Linked DNA regions of Triticum aestivum: region 2 is linked to region 1. A link is a contact called in public Hi-C data. All regions are on one chromosome and are shown on one strand. Each heading gives the region's core, a stretch centred on a gene start, on an enhancer-like site or on the middle of the called end of the contact. The rest is flanking DNA. Distances are from core to core; before and after follow the strand shown.

Region 1 (7,696 bases), core at 2,408-4,907:
TAAGAAGCTTCAAAAATATTGATAGAGCAGGGCGGCAAATCAATTTGATTGTTCTGCTTTTCCTTGGAATCAGCTTGGATTTTGTGAGAAAACTTGATTGTTTGGCAAACCCTGCTTTTCCTTACGAGCATGCATGTATACTTGTGAAACTTGGATATATTTGATTCTTTGGCCAAAACATCATGGGGATACTTGTAAGTAGCAAGTTTTTGCAATTCCTGCCAGAACAGACACATCATAATGATGATGATTTGCACCAGCTACTGAGAATGTTTCAGAATCACAGATTGCTTGCTGCTGACAATCTCTCTGCAGTCAGTCAGATAGAGTTGCAGTTTCCAGTTCATCTACTATGCTGTCTGTCTACCTTGCCTTCTGTCTGTTGAAATCAACATGACTCCTCAATCAGGAATCGTATGTAAGATCATAGGTCCTATGCTCACAAGTTTCCGTAAATGCAATAGCAGTTTAATGATAATCATAGCTGCACGCATTATACGAGGCCAAGCAGTAGCAGGATATTGTGTACTCATAAATCATTCAGGTTCAGAGGCTAGATAAATTGAAGTAACCAAACTACAGATATGATGTATGGAACATCAGATGTTCCAGTGGTAGCTGCACCGTTGAAAAATCCTCAACTTTTCAGTGAGATGGACTGTACAGCTACATTGCACGCCTACAATCAAACATCAGGAGGGCACAAAGACATAGAAGAATATTTCAGCGTGAGTAAAGGATTCAAGTATTTGTATACATAAATTGTGCAAGGCTATAGATTCCAATGATAGACAAGTTCTCCGTTTCAAAAAAAAACAAAATTATAGACAAGTTTAGCAACCATACAAGCAGTGCAAACGATATAAGTTTTGTTATGATAGACAAGTACAGTACCCATACAAGTAGTGAAAATGAAATAAGATTTGTTACAGCAATGCAATCTCATAGTGGTTAGCATTACAAAGTAATGTTTAGACAACGTTTGAGTGAGGAGAAATTTACAGCCTCAAATAGTGGCAATGCAGCACTTTATATCCTTGAGCTATCGCATAATCTGTGCAAACGATAGGAGATACGGAGCATGACGTGCACTTTATATCAGCGTGCTAGTGCTATCATAAACTCTGCACAAACTGCATGCTAAATATTGCATCCTCGTACTTTTTAGTCATACGCCTCCCAAAAAAGGGAGCCGGGTTCCACTATTGGCATAACGAAACAAGGTTTTTACACACTGAAAAAGAAAAGAAAAAACACATCCCAAAATACTCATGAACCTCACACCCAAAGTGACGCAGGGTTGCAAGAGCAAACTCCAAGGAAAGTGGACAGCAATCCAGGACACAGACACAGGGTTGGGGCAGAACGAAAAACATACAGGACAGATAACCTGGATCGAAACACCACAATCAAGCAGTAACAAGACTTTTTGTTATTACTGCCGCTCAATATCCGTCAGCTCATTTTGTTCATCTTCACTCTCATCTTCTTCAGTGATGCTCAGTAAGCCACCAGTCGAGGACGCACGAGCAGCTTTATGGGTCCTGAACTCCTGATAGCTGAATTCTGGATCGCCGCCTCCCCTTCCAGAAGATTTTGCTTTCACCATCCTTCTGTAAACCTGCCCAGTGACATAGAAAAACATAAAAATAATAAATCAGCTCAGCAGGAGCCGACGGTAATTTCTTCTCAAAATAAGCTCTGTTTCGAGTTTTCCAGATAACCCAACAAAAGGCAGCAATTGTAAATTAATCCATAAGGGGATTTTATCTGCGACCCAAGTAAAGTATTGTGTGAAGCATCTAAGGTCTATCATATAGACCCATAGTATTGCAAATAGAGCTCCACATGTATGATGCAGCCAAACAGGCAAAGAAGAGATGATGAATAGATTCGTTCTCCCCACAAAAGCTACAAATATAATCCCCAACCCAGTTTATTCTTCTCATACTGTCTTTTGTGGCAATCACATTGTGCCAAATCAGCCATAGTATATCTTTAATTTTTAGAGGGATATTGGCTTTCCACATTGCATCCTCGTACTGATACATAATCTGCAATTAAACACATGTACTATATGAGTTATGCAAGTGCTACTTTATCAAGACTTGGAATCAAGCCATTGTTGTGCAACAAAAAAAGCAAAAACTGTGGACCAAAATTGCAGAAGGTGGAATTAATGGCAGATTATCACAACTACTCCCTCCTTCTCATAATATAAGAGCGTTTTTGACACTATACTACTGTAAAAAATGCTCTTATATTATGGGACGGACTTAGTATACAATAATCCAATGCTCTCAAGCAACCACACATAATCTAAGGACCAAACGTCTGAAGAAACTTTACCGGAATCTTCGAGCACGGGCTTGCCTTGTTGTCTACCAATGAAGAAGGCCACGCCATGATGTAGGGATGAGACGGGCTTGTGTATGTACCATCAAAGAGCTTGGTTAGCTTTGCTGTTTCCAGGCAGAAGGATAGGAGGGACTCAGCTTGCCCAGAATACTTAGTAGACAGGTACACATAGCCATCGATAATCGCATCAACCTGCACCGTGGAATCATCCTCTGTGGCATCAATAAATATACTCAGTGCAAAAGTATGTTCCAGCATCCACTTCTCAACACCGTGCTCATCAGCTCTCCAAACGCAAACAACAAGCATTCCTGTCTTTCCATCGTTGTCATCTGCGCCAACCATACAGAGTTCCCCATCCTTGGTCTGACCAAGCATAAATTGCACAGTCTCTATCTCTTCAAAGAATGGCGGCAAATCCACTCTCGAGAATTGCAGTGTCGCAGTGTTGAGAATGAGTACATAGGCTTGACTCGTGTGTTTCCAGTAAACGAATCCTTTCACCTGCGTACCAGGGTAAAAAGTGATGACCTTTTGACCGTCTTCCTCGGGCTGCAGCGGCGGCGGGGTCTCCACCCACGGCAAAATCTGCCACTCGCTGCTGGTGGCCGGGGAGTAGACAGCGATGCGCGCCGGCACTTGCCACGACGTGTTCCGGTGTTGGACACAGACCATACGGAGCACTCCCTGGTCCTCTTCGGAGAAGAAATAGTACTCAGGCAAGCCGCGGAAGAGGATCTTGTCGGCGGCCGGCTGGGGGAAGAGATGCAGCGCCTGCGTGAGGGGGTTGTAGGCAGCGACCTGGTCCGTGGTTTGGTTGAGGAGGACGGCGTAGCCACCGTAGCAGGTCTCGAAGTGCCACCCGCGGGAGGAACCGCCGTCCTCCGGGAGACGGGTGAGGAAGAAATCGGCGCCGCGGACGGCGGCGGCGAGGTCCGGGTCGGAGCGGCCGCGGGAGGGGACGAAGGGGTGGCTGGCGATGCGGCTGGGGCAGATGAAGAAGCCGAGGAGCTGGGGCGGGTGGAGCGCCAGGAAGCGGCCGCGGAAGGCGGGGGACGACCGGACGGCGCCGAGGAAGGTGCGGCAGGCGAGGGCGGCGCGGACGAGGCTCGGGAGGGACGGAAGCAGGAGGAAGATCCCGCGGAGGAGGTCGTCGCCGATACCGGTGATGGTGGTGGGTGCCGCCGCTAGCGGGCGCTTCGCCGGCGGCGCTAGCCCTAGTTCTGAGGCCATGGCTGTCGAGCTCGAGCTCGAGTGGAAATGGCGACGGGTGGGAAAAAAATAGGGGGATTTCGTTGATCTTTTGTCCCTTGCGAACCTGGGCCCACGTGCAGACACCAAAATACCACAAAATGGGGGGATTTGATCGTTTGCTCCTTCCACTTCTACCCAGCTCAAAAAAAAATATTCCAGGAAAGCTAAAAAATACCACATATGAATTCATCATTCATGGTTGCTTTGAGATTCGTGTTATATTTTTTCAGAACTTGTCTTGTTTCAAAGGGTTACATTAGGTTTTCTTCTCATTTCAAAGTGTATTTTAATGTTTCACTAGGCCATGATGACCCACTTTGCCGCACCCGTTCATTTCAGTGATAGAACTATCTTACTCCCTCCGTCCCATAATATAAGAGCGTTTTTCACACTACTGTAGTATAAAAAAAGCTCTTATATTATGGGACGGAGGGAGTAATTTACATGATCCGGTCTATATAGTCACAATGCATACATAGGTTAATTTTGCATGAACTGGCCCATATATCTGATTTAAACATGTTTGCATATATATGTTTGTAAATATATTTAGCATGCTGCTCCCAAGACAATTTCAGATAACATTATTTGATTGGGGTGGAATGTAGCTTCACATGTTAAAACAATTTTGCAAGGAACATCCAAGTGTTGTTTCCTCCTTTCTCATTGTGATATGTTGTCAATACCCAAGTGGCAAAGAGTTGTATGACCAATGGCATTTGGTCATGCCACTTATCCCACAACTTGTTTAGTTCAATGATCTACTCTCAACAGAATTCTCATCCAGAGTACACCCCATCCCCCTCATATGCTTGATCTAAAGTATCCTAGCCATGCATGATCATCGTATTGACAAGAATGAGAAGCATGCTAACTCATTTGGGCATGACACACATTCTTCATATCGATTGTTTCATCTAATACACACCAATTTTTCTTTGGGAGGGGGGGGGGGGGGCTAAGTGAAGAAACTATATATGCGACTTGCAGCTACCTTGAACAAATGAAACTAAACTTATGCTTAAATGAAGGAATGAGACAAAAAAAGTGAGAATTGAGAGGTGAACACGAGGGTATAAGATGATCTCCAAGTTTCAACTTTAGATGTCTATTGCATCAATTTTTCATAGGCCATGTATTTGTCAAACCATAATTAGAGTTACTGAATCAGTAATTTAGTTTATACTGTTAATATATTTACTATGATACGCATGCATCATCTGCAACAATTGAATATTTGTGAGCATATAAGTTTGAACTATGCATGATGGAAGAAAAATCTAAATGAACTCATTGTTAGGAAGTATTAGTATTGGTCTAGGAATTCTCATCAGGCTCTGTTTTCGTTTCTTGCACCTCATTGGGCCTTGCAATATAACTAAGTTGCATCATAACATGGTATTAGAGCCTAAGGTCTTAAGTTTGGACTTTTGGTTGCGTTGACTAGTGCATGAAGCTTAATGTGGTATCAGAGCCTAAGGTCTTGAGTTTGATTCCTAACTTTTGCAATTTATCCAAAAATTAATGTTGGGCCCCTCTATGTCCATGTATAATGCTTTTGAGCCATAGTTCTAAGTCTATTCGTGTGTTGGCTTTCCGCGTCACACATGAGAGGGGGTGTTGAAGTGTATATGCGGATTGTTTAGCCCTTTCCATCAATTCAGACTTTTGATTGCGTTGGATAGTGCATGAAGCTTAACATGATATCAAAGCCCATGCCCTAGAGGGAGTCGGGGAATCGTCGACCCGCATCCTGGAGGTTGCTGGAAGCAGAGGAAATCCATCGGAATAGATCAATGAGAAGTCACAAAGCGAGCACAAGGGACGTGCGGATCGTGATAGACAAAAAAAGCGATCGGGAGAAAGGACGAGTTGCGGCATTCGGGGGAGACCAAAACCTGGGTTCTAATATCATGTTAAGCTTTATGCATTAGCCAACGCAATCAAAAGTCTGAACTATTAGAAAGGGCTAGGCAATCAACATATACACTTCAGCACTCACAACTGCCACCATCTCCCAAATACAGAAAAATTGTAGATTGACTGGCCATCTCCCTGAGAGACCTACATAAAGTACACACCAACTCCACCATAACTCGGTGGTCTCAATCTATTCTAACCCTCCAGTCCTATTTTTTAATTAATTAGGAAAGACCAATTTAGCTCCATTCTTTGCATTCCAAGAAGATAAGTCCCTGTTGAGATTTGTACCTAGTGTAAACCTCGTAACCTAACACGTATAGAAAACAAAAGCAAACAAAATTAGGGGAATCTTAACTCTTAAGCAATCACAAATAAAGCAAGATGAGAGAGAGAGAGTTGTGGTTGCGAGATCTGGGAGGGTTTTGATGGAGTTGAGAAGCGGGGAAAGAATGCCTACCTTCACCTCAATCTCTTTCATACTAGATTATTCCAGTCACCTCCCATATTGATGATCTACTCTCCACCGTCAACAGTAACACCGTCGCGCGTGACCTCCCATGTTGCAGCAAGTGCAGGCGGAAACCTAAGAATCATCATTGGCGAGGGGCTGGGGAAGGAGGCTTCCATCATGGCGACCGCTAGGGGAAAGGAACATCATCAATGGGGAAAACAAGAAGGGGGTCGGAGGTCACGACGCTGGGCTGGGTGTCTTGTAAATACCCGTGTTATTTAGAATAAATATGGTGTTGTAATTGGAAAACTAAAAGAAAAATTAGCACACAATGGAGTAGTAAGTGCCTAATTAAATAAAATCAATAATTGGCAGTTATTGTTTAGTACTAAGCAGAGTAGTCAAGTTAGTTCCTTACCCTAGTCATAGTGGAGAGTAAGTTACACTAGTAACATACACATGTCCCTAGGCTATGTTACTACCTTCATAGTGGGTAGTAACATAAGTATGATGTCATGCAAAGCTTCATTTATTAGGTTATAGACTCATATTGTATTGGAATATGTGATGTTACGATAAGTAGCTAAGTTACTCAAATTTACCTCTCTTCTCATTAACTCATTGTCACATAAGCAAATTTGCTCAGTTGGACTCTATGTTATTGTTGAAGTTACTCCCACTATGGTTAGTCTTTGTGTGGAAGGATGTGCATTACAAGAACGTGCATGTAGAGCCTTCAGGTAGGTGGCCAGGTGTGCTATAGTACAAGATATTTTGCAGTTCAAGCTTGCACTGATATGTAGCATTGAATTACATGTTGGCTCAGCTATGCACGTGTACGGTTTTAGATGGCAAAGTACAAGCAACTATAAAATCTAGGGACACTATGGCTGTAGATATTTCTGAGTTACACCTGTCCAGCTCCAATAGAGGAGCAGGACCACTCTATAGTAACCATCACCACATACGAGGACGCGACTCCCCTGACCGTGCCGTGGTGCTCACTGACATGTGGCCCCAGGCCCACACGCCAATGGCTCAACGTCAGGGTGTCATACGTTAGAGGATCCGACTTATAAATTTGAGATTTATAAGCATGTGGCGATTGTCACGGCTAAGACCCATTTGGGGTGTGACATGTCCGCACGTAATTACCCTAGTCGACAATATGTTGGCTCGGTTCATAGGAAATCGTCGAAGTTGTCTTGTGAAGTAGTGGCCCAGTTTATGTTTGGTAGATGTCTCATGGTAAAATGGGGTAGGAGTGGATGACAGAGGTGATCCAGGTCATGCATGTCCGAATTGGACGAGCGGGAGTGCCTAATCGCCATGGAGAGGCATAGCTTGCTACGTCTTACTGTTTCTTAATTGTGTATCAGCAAACTCAATCAATCTATCATATTTTGTGTTTTTCTTTACGGTTTCCGTTGATTTTTTTTCTTATTGTGTTTTTCTTATTGTGAGACGTAGCTCCGCCTCGGCATTGGCGTTAGCAGATGCGTCGCCTTAGTGGGCCGACCTAGTGAAGTCGTTTTCGTGAAGGTTCTGGGGATTTGTTCATGGAACCTTTCATTGGTTTTAGGAAGGTTCCATGTGATTTTTTTTTCTTTTTGTGTTTTTCTTTACGGTTTTCATTGAGTTTTCTTTTTCTTTTGATTTTTGACTTGTTCCTTTTTCTAATACATGTTGATTTTTTAATACATATTTTAA
Region 2 (6,587 bases), core at 317-2,816, 210 kb after region 1:
GACTTAATGAAGTTTGACTTTTTCAAACCTAGAACTGCAATTATTTTTGAAGGGGGAAGCGTTGAACAAACCCGGAAGGAAGGGGTTCAGTTATTCATGTGTGGTTTGTCTATTGAGCATCTAAGACAAAGATCAACAACATACTATCAGTTGAAGGCAATTGTATTGCTTACTATAAATTGTTACACATAGTGATCTCATTGCAGGAAAATAGAGTCTCATCACCATTATTTACTTTCCACACAAAGTTTATTACTTGAATTTAATCCTCTATTCAACAACCATCACTACTCTAAAGTCTGATAGGTACTCTTCATTAGTCGACACATTTGAGATAAATGACATATCAAGCGTTGTTGAAACAACAATAGCAACACTCTTCTTATACCTTGAGGAATCGATATTAAATTGGGAAACGACACTTCCTAATTCATGCTTCAACTAGCCTTGTGCACTGGCAGAACATTAGATATCATGTGCTTCTAATCGATTATTTTTGCATCGGGTCAATTGCATATAGTGTGGGACTAGTTTGATGGAGGTTCACGTGATCATATCATGTTCTTGGCACTTCTCTTGTCTCACCCTAGTGATGACCTTCTTTATTTATTTTTCATGCGCGGCTATGAGGCTACTCTCTATTGTTGGATTTGTTCTTCTTCTTTTAGCCTCTTCTACTTTCGATTTTGGAGGCCCTCTTTGGGTAACTTGGCTTGGGTGGAAGGATAGGGATCATGGTGCCATTGAGTCGTTGTCTCATCGTTTGTTGTCTTCCAAGGATTGTTCGCATCTGGCCCAAGTTTGCCAAGACGATGCTTTATTCACCATGTGCATTCTTGGCGGTTCTGTTGCTGCTTTTGGCAAACCAAGATTTTATAATCTAATTTCTCTTTTTTCTTGGTTTTTGCCCTTTTTGGTACTGTTTGTTCGATCTCTACTCTTTGCAGAGGCAGCTAGAGCCCGGCTTACCAGTGGCGGATTGAATTTTGTCAACGGAGGCGTCGTCTGATGGCTACCCCGGTGCTCACGTAGTGCACGAATGCAACATATGTTTTGTACGACTTGACACGTATCCTGCCCTTTGGCGGTGGATTGGTCATGTGTCCCCGAATGCCTTTCTTGTTTTTTTAGGGGCCCCGAATGCCTCTCTTGTAAAAATATATATTTCACGTGGGATGTATCTGCAAATGGATCTGTGTGCCTACCCTGTACTAACTAGTAAATGCGCACGTGGATATTAAGTATGCTATTATTTGTGTATTAATTCTGTGATCAGTGCAATATTTGGTATGATATTGATTGCACGTTGAACACTCGCCATTGGAGCAGTCTAGGTCGTTGGATTGACTTAGTTTGATGGCCGAGAACAGTTGGATCTGTCTCTTTGGGTCTTTTTATATTTGTATAGATATATGTATAGATGTATAGATATAGATGTGGTTCAACGTGGAGTTTTTCTTTTTTGTGCTTCAACGTGGAGTTTTTCTTTTTTGTGCTTCAACGTGGAGTTGGTTGCAGAAAAGAAAACTCCCAAGGACCAAACCGCCATCAGGGTTTTCCAAATAAATACCCGTGAAAGCTTCTCCCATTTTCCATCCGGCACCCTCCACAAGTTTCTTCTCCACGCCCCCCGCGAGTTAGCGGAATTGCCACGCGACTCCTCCCGCCGCGACCGCGATGGAGCCACCCGCACCCGGTTCACAACCACCGGTCGAGGAGGACCGCGTCGACGAACCGGACTCCTCCAATGGGGATGGGGCCCCGAGCGCTGCTGCGCCGCCACCTCCCCTCCACCTCGAGCAGGCCGGAGGCGGCGCCGATGGGTCGAGCCCCGCCACGGTGGTCGACCCCCGGAAGGGCAAGGGAATCGCCACCACTCCTTCTCCTCCGAGCTCCACGAGCAGCAGCAGCTCCTCCGAGCTCCGCGAGCAGCAGCAGCTCCTCGACAACGCCATCGCCGCGACGCTCAGAGCCGGGCCCTTAGGCGGCATGGAGTCGACCTCGGCGGCGGGCGGCAGGGAGTCGACCTCCACAGCGGATGGCAGGGCGCGGGAGGCGGGAGCGACCCCTTGGTGGCGGTGGCGGTGGCGGTGGCGGAGACGAGTGAGGAGCCCAACGCGGCGGCGCGGCCGTTGGACCCCAACCTGGTTGGGCAGCGGTTGGAGTTGGACCTCAACCTGGTTGGGCAGCGGTTGATCGAGCGGCTAGCGAAAGAGCAGGCGGCCGTCAACAGGCGATGGGAACAGCAGGTGACGTGCTGTTGCTGTTTCTTGGAGTTCTTGGAGTCTCTGGAGTGCGTTCTTGAGCGTTTCTTGGTTTCCTCTTGAGCAGTACAACTCGCTGCGCGCGGAAGAGGCGATGTACAGGACGGAACAGGTATGTCATGAATCTGGTCTTCTTTGCTTGCTCGGAATTGCTTGCTCGGAACAGGTATGTCATGAGTCTGTTAAAATGTTGGGGTTGGGGATGATTTACAGTGGAAACGAAATCTCGGGCAAATGTTGGGGACAGTTTGGCGATTAGGCATTTCCTGATTATTACTCGAGTTCTTCTTGCGGTGCGTTATCAAATTTAGAGGTAGGCAAGGATCTTGTTGAGATTATTCGCTACTGTTCAAGATTTAGGTGTCCAGGCTTGTGCTAATTGATTCTTCTATTTGGTTTGGTATGATAGCATGTTTTGCAATTTTGCTGCAAGTGAAAAATGTGGGGAGATACGAGGATCATGTATTGGCAGTGGTTGCTGACATATTTTGGCAAGAAATCTTGATGCCAAAATGTATCAATTTCCAGTGTAGATCAATGGTGTTATAGGGGAAGTTAATCTGAATGTTTGCTCGGGATTACTTGGCCAGACATGCATCATCTGTTGCCTGAAAGCCTGAAAGTGGCTCTGAAGCCTCAAAACTCAATTCATATGAATAATTGGCAAGAGTAGAAAGGATTTGGATGACTCAACATTTCAATCTTGTTAGCCTTTTCACCTTTGCTAATCCGAAATGTGTGATCTTGACGCTAATTCTGTGGAGCAGGAGAAACTATCGCAAGTAAAGGTTGTAGTAAAGGTGAAACCCAAGCAGGACGAACTAGGTATAAACTGGAGTCAGATCAAGAACAAGGTATGGCCTGAATCTTGTCCACTCTTCTCACTTGTGATTCTTGGGTGGTATGAACTGGGATTTTTTGTGCATAGAAAGTAGAACTGGGATTTTTTGGGCTCGTGGGTCTTTCCATAATCTGGCATTGTATTTTGAAGCAAATGGCTATCTTGTTGAAACTGTTGTCTGCAAAATGTGGGGAAATCATGAGGTCATGTCCTACTGCAATATTTTGGCAACAGAGCCTGAAGTCAAATGTATGAGCTTCCTTTGCAAACAGATGCTGTTATCAGAAACTTTAATCTAGACATTAGTTCAAGACTGCATAATTGAACATAATTACTGTAAATCATTTGCCATTCACATGCAAAATCGGCGACCACTTTAGGATTTGGTCGAAAAGTTTCACCATTTTGTCGATTGGTACCTGGAACTGGTTCAGAAGCCCCAGAATATAATTCATGTAAATATTTGCCAAAAATAAAGAAGCTTTGGATGCACATGTTTTGTGGTCTTGCTATACAGTATTATTTTTTCTTTTGACAGGGAAAAGGAAAAAAAATTGACTGGTTGTTTGTTAATTCCATTAGTTTTTCATTCCCTTATTTCTTGTTTTCAAATACTCGATCTTGTTGATTCTGTACAATTGTAAGACTGGCAGGATGATGTATGGTCTGTAACTTCGTTTTCTCATTTCCTGTCAAATAGATTTTTCGTAGAGAAGGAAGGGAAATATGTTCGGAACATGTGAACCACCAGGTTTGTTTCCATTTTGCCTGATGTAATGTTCAAAATGGAGGTGCAAGAAAAATCAGGATACTAAATACGTGATTAGTATACTAGCGGTTTATCACAAAATACGTGATTAGTGGTTCAGAAGGATTATGTTCTCTTTTATAAATACTAAATTGTATATTAACTCTTGGTTGTGATAGTCTGATGGGACCTTAATCGTACTTGTCCTGCTGTTGAGTTTATCATGTGTTAATAGACATCTTCTCGTTTTCTTACTGAACAACAACCAATCAGTATCAATGATGGGATTATATACTAGCGGTTTCAAACATTTCCAGAGAACATGGAAACCAGAATACTTGAATGAAAACAAAATTTCCATCACATTTTTAGATATGTTGTTTCCATGTTCAACTCAGCGTAATTTGAATTCTTGTATTTGTGCATTCGTTGCAGACGCATCCCATCACTGAAGTCAGAAGACATCATAGGCTTGATTCTGACGAGGCGAACCATCTTGATGCATATTCGGAATCTAGATCGGTGATTGGAGATGGGGAGTGTTTCTACAGGAGCTTCATATTTTCGTACCTTGTAATCGTCCTCCCCTCTTTTCCTTATCATCGGATGTAGGGTTAGTTATTTAACTTTCTCTGTTTTCGCGAATGTACAACAGGAGCAAGTTATTGATAGGCAGGACACAAATGAGGAAAACCGTCTCCTTCATGTTGTTGAAAGAATGTCTATGCGACATGGAAATCTTCAATGGAACTCTGAGTTTTGCAGGAGCAGCAAAGTAAGTTCTTTCCTTCTCCATACTTGTTCTTTCTTGGATAAACATGCTTGCATGGAATGATGATTCTATTCAGGTTACAGTACACTTCAATCAGCATCTGGCATCTCACTATCTTTGTTTGTCATTTGCAGAAGATGCACAATTGCTTAACAGTAGTGGCATGCCATCACAGTTTTATACAGTGTTGGCAGGAACTCAAATTTCAAGTTTATTGTAAAGTTAACAACCTGATTGTAACAACGGCCTTAAGAAAATTTACTTGCAACAACGGCAATATATGAGGAAATAACATAATCTTATGCTTGTTTGAGCACTACAACAATGCGCACCTACTGGTTATTATTGTATAGCCATCTCACTGTTCTGTTACTATGCTATAGTAATATGCTTAATGAACTTCTCAGGCGAGTTGTCTTAGCTGTGTTCTTTTATATCTTGGTATTGATCAGTATTCTGTATGTATCATTATAACCTATGATATATGATTATCAACTGCGAATTATTGATTCGCTGGTCCTTTCAGGCATTTAGGAATCTGATCAAGAAAATAATGAGATGGAAGAGACATGGCAGAGAATCAACTAGCAGGTTTTTGACTCGCTTGGTTTTCTGCAATTCCATCATAGTATTGTGGCCGAATGCATTCCATCTCACTGACATAATATGTGCCATTTTTAGCCGCTGTAAAGAGAAACTTCTCGAGTTCTTCAGCGAGTATGATACGACACTAGACAGTGAGAGAAACACCCTTGAAGTCATATTTCCTTTTGTCCATCACAATTCATGTTTCTGACACATTTTCTTGGTTAGTTTTCATTTTCCTCAGATTAGTAGTAGCTATCCAGATGTGCTCGCACAGGGAGGTGTATGAACCGCTTATACCAGGGCTCAGAGGAAATTACAATCTGGAAGATGTCAGTGATGCATATTCTCCCTTACATTACCGTTGTGCTGATTTCCAATGCATCCATTGTTGGATACATGACACTCAATTTACCTAACCTGTTATTGTTGTTGTACGTACAGTGGTGCTTTTGGCGCGTCGCTCCAGCTCGTCGGTCTACGGATCATGTTATGATGGTGGCCTTGGCCAGAGCGCTTGAGGTCCCCCTCAGAGTGGAGCGAGTCCGAGGAGGATATGATCCAGATATCTACACTGGTCCTGGAGTTCCCCGTCCGAGAGTGACCCTGCTGTACTCGGCAAATCACTACGAAATCATCTACTCGCGTGCTCCTTCTGCTGAGAGTTCAAGTCATCAGGCTTCCCAGAGAGAACATGCTGCTGATCAGGGTTCAAGTCAACAGACTACCCAGAGAAAACATCCTGCTGATCAGAGTTCAAGTCACCAGGCTTCCCAGAGAGGAGATCATGCTGATCAGAGTTGAAGTGAATAGATTCCGCTTGATTAAAGTTGAGTTGGGCTGCTGCCTATGAATGAGAGTGTTTCCGAGATTAGTGGTAGGCATATTATCCTCCAGATATCTACATGGAGTGATGAAGTTGGGGTAGGCATAGCATATACACTTGTGCGTTCTTCTTTGATAGGAAGAAAAACTTGTGTTGTTGTTTGAATTGTTGGCTGGTATACAGTGAATCTTGTGTGATCAGACTGAACTTCTTGTTATATTGCCAGCTGGTGTATAATAGATCTCCCATGCAGAAATCCTACATATGAATGAATACAGTAATGAAGCAGAGATACTTGTGCATTCTTTCTTGTGTTGGCAAAGATACATACTGCTGATGCCACTGGAATGATTGACCAGTCTGGGGTGTAAGTCTTTTTGGATAAATGTAAGACATTTTAGCAGTTTAAAACCCTCTGTTTCGAAATGTAAGACATTTTGGCAGTTTAAAGAAACAGAGGTAGTACATTACAAAGTAGTACCGGCCAGGTTGTTGTGATTCAAACAGCTTCACAAAGCAGGCAGGGTAATATGAGTAAATTCTCCGAAATC

Evidence for each region. Hi-C and Micro-C count contacts between places; a contact is called where the count stands out from the background.
Region 2: a contact with region 1 is called in a Hi-C map of leaf, with 5 times the contacts expected there. The contact joins the promoter of LOC123143323 here to the promoter of LOC123143321 in region 1. A contact is called at or near these places in 2 of 5 Hi-C or Micro-C datasets (leaf and an unstated tissue).

The regions. Positions count from the first base shown.
Region 1 is chr6D:35,743,939-35,751,634 of IWGSC CS RefSeq v2.1, forward strand. It overlaps LOC123143321, which reads right to left and starts at 3,658. Exons shown (of 2, transcript XM_044562191.1): 1 at 2,350-3,658; 2 at 1,162-2,054. The coding sequence starts at 3,591. The coding sequence ends at 1,803.
Region 2 is chr6D:35,953,256-35,959,842 of IWGSC CS RefSeq v2.1, forward strand. It overlaps LOC123143323 (ubiquitin thioesterase OTUB1), which reads left to right and starts at 1,567. Exons shown (of 10, transcript XM_044562194.1): 1 at 1,567-2,249; 2 at 2,332-2,376; 3 at 3,032-3,118; 4 at 3,806-3,856; 5 at 4,289-4,426; 6 at 4,509-4,628; 7 at 5,152-5,216; 8 at 5,307-5,362; 9 at 5,439-5,542; 10 at 5,655-6,338. The coding sequence starts at 2,359. The coding sequence ends at 6,014.